2 separate regions of the Capra hircus genome follow, and region 1 is linked to region 2. Evidence: chromatin contacts called from public Hi-C data. All regions are on one chromosome and are shown on one strand. Each heading gives the region's core, a stretch centred on a gene start, on an enhancer-like site or on the middle of the called end of the contact. The rest is flanking DNA. Distances are from core to core; before and after follow the strand shown. Region 1 overlaps CORO1C (coronin-1C). Region 2 holds the start of ISCU (iron-sulfur cluster assembly enzyme ISCU, mitochondrial).

Region 1 (2,918 bases), core at 306-2,805, 79 kb after region 2:
ACATGCTAGTTTAGGTTAGATTATAATCATCTGAAGCACAGGATAACCAAGAAGCAAAATTCCATTCTGGTACAACCACCCAATTTTTAGAAAAGAGAAAGAAAATGATTCAATATGAGCCTTTTTTTTTTTTTGATCAGAAGACTCAATGGGAGGGGAAGGGTGGGAATACGAATCCACGTGATTTTTCAAGTCTTCCTTTTGTACAGTCATTAAGATGACCAGGTTTGTGCTGCAGAGAAGTCAGCACCGTGTGGCTACGGCTCTGTTCTCAGATGAATGTTTATACAAAATAATATCTTATCTTCATTTAGTTTATAAACATACACAGTGCTGTCCCTTTCAAATTAAAGAAAAAAAAAACCCACACACAAATACTGCAAAGTAGCAAAATATAAAGAAAAAAAAGCTACTTTTGGTTTTGGCAACATTAAAAAAAAAAGAAATATAAAAAGCAATGTGGCATTGGTCCCTATTTGTAAAAAAAAAAAAAAAAAGAAAGGAAAGAAAAGGTACTTGGGCAGGACACTGAATCAGAATTGGTTGGGTTTCTAAAATTCAGAATATCTGGGATTTTCAAAGTAGCACTTTTGTCTTTTAGAAGTTCACAAGTCACATAACACTTAAAACATCAAAAAAGTTTTCTGGTAAAAAGCTCAGCTTTTAAATCACATTTTGTTTCTGCAAATTTGGGAGACGAATTGAGTTCTTACGGGAACGTGGCCTGTCGCTGGTCGACAGATCTGAAATGGAATGTCTCCAAAGGCAGTGCCTCCCTTCGCCCTCCCCGGGACCACGCCTTCCTGCTCCCATCTTGGGGGTGGGGTGGACCTTCAAGCTGCTATCTTCGCCATCTGCTGTTCTAACTTGGAAATACGCTCGTCTTGATTGCAGATTGTGTCTTTTATAGATTTGATCTCTTTTAAAATCTCATCCAACTTGGCTTCATTTTGCTAAGGAAACAAAAAAGGGGGGAGAGAAGAGGGTGACTAAGGCAGCGAAGTTCAGCACAGGTAGCATGTACGGGGCGCAAACGGGACGTTCTACTTGGAAGTAGCAGGTCGCAGGCTGGGCCTCATAGGAACGCAATGAGCGCCGGCTTGTTCCCCTGACCCCACAGCAGAGCAACTGTGCAACATGACTCCTGGCCCCTCACCTGTGCACCTGCCTGGATGGACTCTTGGGATACAGTTAAGTTGTTGGAAGAAACCGACAGGGCAAGCCTATAAGGCTGCCCCACATTCCAGACACCCCTGTCACCCTCCTCAAGCAGGAACACCCTCTATGCGGCCAGGGTGAGGGTGACCTTCTAGAGGCTGCCGAGCACCCACCAGCTCCTGCAGAAGGTCCTTCCTGGGAACTGCATCCCCTGCCCTGTGGCTCCTCTAAGAGCCTGAGCTTCACCCTGGTGGAGCTGATTCTTCAGGAGGAAACCCTGCTGTCTCCAAAGTCATGGTGCCTCAAGCAGCCTCCTTGGCCACAGCCTGAGGGCACCTGTCCTCTGCTTGCCACTCCTCTCGTCATCAACAACACCCGGCCCTCCTGGCCCCCAGAACTCCCTTCCACAGCCTGCCGACACCCCACCCCCATCCCTCCCTGGCTCACCTCTGCCCTCCCCGGGGCCACACTGGTCTTCACTGCCAGCCTCTGCTCCCTGACATGACTCTTGCTAAGACACCCAGGGTCATCTCAGCCTCTAAGTCCCACTCACTCCAGATCCTTCCATCACTCGAACACCCAGCAACTGCTACACTCTCTCACCACTCCTTCCTTCCGGGACCTCCTTCCAGGACCTCCTCTCCCCAGCATCAGTAACAGGCTGACTTCCATCCCAGTCATCATTAAAAAAAAGAACTAAAAGAATCAAACCCATGAATGCCATGTGGTCAGACAGTGCCTGTTATCACAGCTGAGCCCTGCCTGTCCGGTGGGGACAGTACTTGCAGACGCCCAGGGCTGGCAGGCGCTTCTGGGAGGACCAGGCTGGGCCAGCCCACCCCCCAGGCCCGGCGGGCCTTACCCCACTGGCCGCATCTGCGGTCTTCTTTGGGATGCTGATCAGGTCGCACTTCTTGTTCGCCGTGGGCTTGCTGTCCAGAATGTTCTTCTTGACCACCTTGAGGTCCCTGTTCTTCCCAGGGATGTACCCGTGCTTCAGCGAGATGAGGAGCGGATCGGCATTCCTCCCCTCGAACCACTCTTCCGCCTCCAGGGCCGCCTCGGGCCCTGCCGTGTCAGGGTACAAGTCATCTTGGAAAAGGTCAGACTACAGGAGGCACAGACGAGACTCACAGGTGAGGAAGAAAGCTGTGGGATGCTTAAAGCTCTTTTTAAACATAGGTCACCCAGACAACTGGGCACTTACCTTTCTGGGGACAGTCATGATAATAGGCTCACACTTCCTCTCGTGAAGTTTGAAGAATCTTCAAAAGAGAGATAAAGGCAAAGTTGTATTAAGTGAAACAGGCCAAGGAACAGGCTTAGTAGGCACTCTTGTACATGCTGCGTTTGCCCATCGCCTCATCTGACGGATCCTGGTGAGCAGGGAGAACTCAGTGTTCCCATCCACAGAGGAGGAAGGGGAAGTGGGAGGAGCTATGCTGGGGAACGGCGGACAGGGCCGTGAACCAGGGGCAGAGGCCAGGCGCTACGGTGACAGTCAAGTGCCACTGATCGGGGGCCGACGAGCTGTGGGGAAATGGTCAACATCACCAATGAGGAACCGCCTGTGAGGAAACCACTGAGGTGACAGCCAGGAGACCATGGACACCCACCACTCTGAGGGTCTCTGTGACCTGGATGCCAGGTCTTCCGCCAACATGAGGTGGTGAACATTCATAAGTATAAACAGGGTTTTTAAAAAGGAAATGAAAATAATCCTAGGAATTAAATGTTGGCATCTGAGCAAACCACATCAG
Region 2 (2,765 bases), core at 131-2,630:
CCGCTTCAGAAGCCGATGCGGCGGCCGCCGTCGCCATCTTGGACTTCCAGAGACTCCCGGGTCCTCACTTGGCCGCCAAAGACCCGCAGTAGTTGGAGCTGCCCGCGGCGCGCGCCTGGTCAAAATCCCGCCCGTCTGCCACCTGAAGAGAAACTATGCGCCTCGGATGACATGGAAATCTCGAAATACACGAGATTCATGTTATTTTATATACTTTCAGTAGCTCTTGTTCGAATAAAAAAGCTCACCAACAGGGCATGCGTTTCGGCACAACGTCGGACAGCAGTTGGGTCCTTAGGCAGGAAGTGGAAGCCATAGAGGCAGCCACGGAGTGAGCGTGATGGTTGTAGTTAAGGGTTTGGCGCCATCTTGAGAAGGTCAAAAATGATTCTTGGAATAAATATCTTACCACCTAGTCTGACCTGGCGCGTGAGTCAGTCTCCCCAGCAACTGAGCCTCAAACGCGCAAAAAAGTCTTAAGTCCTCAGGGAAGGATCGATTGCACCATTCATGAGAATAACTCATTTCCCAGAGATTCCTTCTCTTTATCTAATGCCTGGCGCCTAGCACTTAAATACACGTGAGTTTTGATTTTATAGGATCATATTCTGCAAACCAGTATCAATAAATTACATTAATAAACATTTACTTAGAACCTCTTCATTGCTATATCTTGTGATTTAATCTGTGCCAGTTTGTTTTTTAATAGAGACATAAACATATACAATTTTTAAAATCAGAGCAAAGTATTCTTTCCTTTAGTTAAGCTTCTCACTTTAGTGGTAGAAAAGCCTTGGAGGGTCTATTTATTGCCTTGCTCCCTCAGTAGCAAACTTAATTGTGTCGTCTTGGGTTGTTTTCCCAAAGCACCCTGACAAAAAGTAGATACTCAACACAAGATTTGCTCAATGGATGAAGAACTGTCCTTGAATTAGTACAAAAAAGATCGAGGTTTACAATGACACTATGTTTCACTTAGCAGCACACAGCCAGTTAGGAGCAGAAATGAGATTCTAACTCAGGACTGTTCAAGTCAGAATCCCAACTGGGCCCCTCTGGGCAACCTAGGGCAAGTTACTAAACCGTTCTGATCCTCAAATTCCTAAACTGCAAAATAGAGCCAAGAAGGGTGGACTGGTTGAGCCTCTGCGCCGAATTAGGCGGTGGGACTTTGTGAACGCAAAGCTGGGTCCTGATTTCCAGCTCAAGGATCCTCAAGATTCAGAACCCAGCTCGGTGGACCAGCCCTCGAACGATTTCAAACCTTTAGGCTCCGCGCCCCGGGAACAAAACGGGGACACGTGAACGCAGCGGGAGGGCGCAGGCGCAAGGTCGCCGGTACTTTAGAGGGTGCGCGCTCCCAGCTGGGAGCCGTCTCGCGCACGCGCCCCTCCCCTCGGCCGCGCGCTCCACCTGCGCAGGCGCAAGCCTTCAAGATGGCGGCGGCTGGAGCGGGCCGTCTGAGGCGGGCGGCGTCGGCCCTGTTGCTCCGGCCCCCGCGCCTGCCCGCCCGGGAGCTGTCAGCTCCCGCTCGGCTCTATCACAAGAAGGTAAGAGCGGCCCGAGGGTCCGCACCGGGCGGGGGGCGGGCGGGAGTGCGAGGACCCCCCAGAGGACTTAGGGGTCCTAGCGGAAGCCCAGCCTAGTGGCCCTCCCGGCTCTGCGCGGCCCTGGAACCCCGACTGCAGCCCAGGGCCCTGGCCGCCCCCAACCCTGGATGGAGGGGCCTTCCTCTCAAGAGGCCGCCTCGAATGGCCTTCCCTCGCTGCGCTGGGGCGACTAACCGCGCCTGAAACAAGAATGACAGCTCCCGCTAGCCTAGCGGCAGCCGCCCTCAATCCGAAACATCCATCCAGCCTTTAAGCCTCTCGGCTGCCCAGGAAGCAGGGTCCTGCTCTGTCCGGGCTCGCCGGACACACAGCGGCCGAGTGACCTTGGGCGAGTCACTGCCCCGCGCTCGTCAGATGGGGTCTGGGCAGCGCCCCCGTACGCGAGTCCATTGCCTGCGGAGTCCTGGGCAGGGCGCTTGGCACAGGGAGGCCGCTGAGGGTCGGTGTTACTGTTGCAGGAGCTCAGAGCCTCCGAGTGGACATGGACGTGTAACCAACAGTCGTCACGTTTTTGTGTTTGTTTTGGTTTGGTTTGGGGGTGGTGGGATGCTGTGAGTTAAGACAGGTTGGGTAGTTGGCAGCCACATGAGACGTGCCTCGCTTGGGAACCGGTTAAGTAAAAAAAGAATGCGATAAATCAACCCCGGGGCAGAAAGTCGAAACTGGGTATTATCTTGCAGATCCTTGGACTTGGAAGTCAAAATCCGTGGTCGGATAGGTCGGGGGAAGGGGACTGGAAGTTCGGAATACTTAACGACTAACTGGGAAACAAACCGCAAGGTTTTTAAAGCCTCGCATGTGCCAGTTTGAATAGATGTCTACTCTGTTCTGGCTTCCACGCGTTTGCGCACAGACCTCACTCCCCGCGGACCCAGGGCTGTATATTGTTGACCGTACACGCGGAATGACCTGGCGCGCGCAGCCTTTCCGCCACCAGGGCGCGCTGCGGCACCGCAGATTTCAGGGCCCCGAAATACAGTCATGCTGGTTATTTATCACCACACACAAATGGCCGTATTCCATAGCCTTGTTCCTCCTGTAACAATCTCCATGAGGCTTCTGGGACCATACAGACGTATAGGTTTTTGAATAGTAATCATTCTTTTGAGAATGGATTTTCTTCCGAAATTACACAAGTGCTGTTTGAGCCCAACT

What was found. Hi-C and Micro-C count contacts between places; a contact is called where the count stands out from the background.
Region 1: a Hi-C map of blood shows a contact between it and region 2, with 6 times the contacts expected there. The contact joins the enhancer-like site here to the promoter of ISCU in region 2. A contact is called at or near these places in 3 of 5 Hi-C or Micro-C datasets (all in blood).

Annotation. Positions count from the first base shown.
Region 1 is chr17:6,814,521-6,817,438 of ARS1.2, forward strand. CORO1C (coronin-1C) reads right to left here. Exons shown (of 11, transcript XM_018061087.1): 9 at 2,366-2,423; 10 at 2,021-2,266; 11 at 1-953. The coding sequence ends at 834. Among named protein-coding and RNA genes, the nearest start is that of SELPLG, 15 kb to the left of the region's middle. Within about 2 kb of position 1,556, at least 1 of the 5 cell types and tissues checked has an H3K27ac peak or open chromatin away from gene starts, as enhancers often do.
Region 2 is chr17:6,735,921-6,738,685 of ARS1.2, forward strand. ISCU (iron-sulfur cluster assembly enzyme ISCU, mitochondrial) reads left to right here and starts at 1,381. Exons shown (of 5, transcript XM_018061082.1): 1 at 1,381-1,550. The coding sequence starts at 1,437. SART3 (squamous cell carcinoma antigen recognized by T-cells 3) reads right to left here and starts at 77. Exons shown (of 19, transcript XM_018061081.1): 1 at 1-77. The coding sequence starts at 37.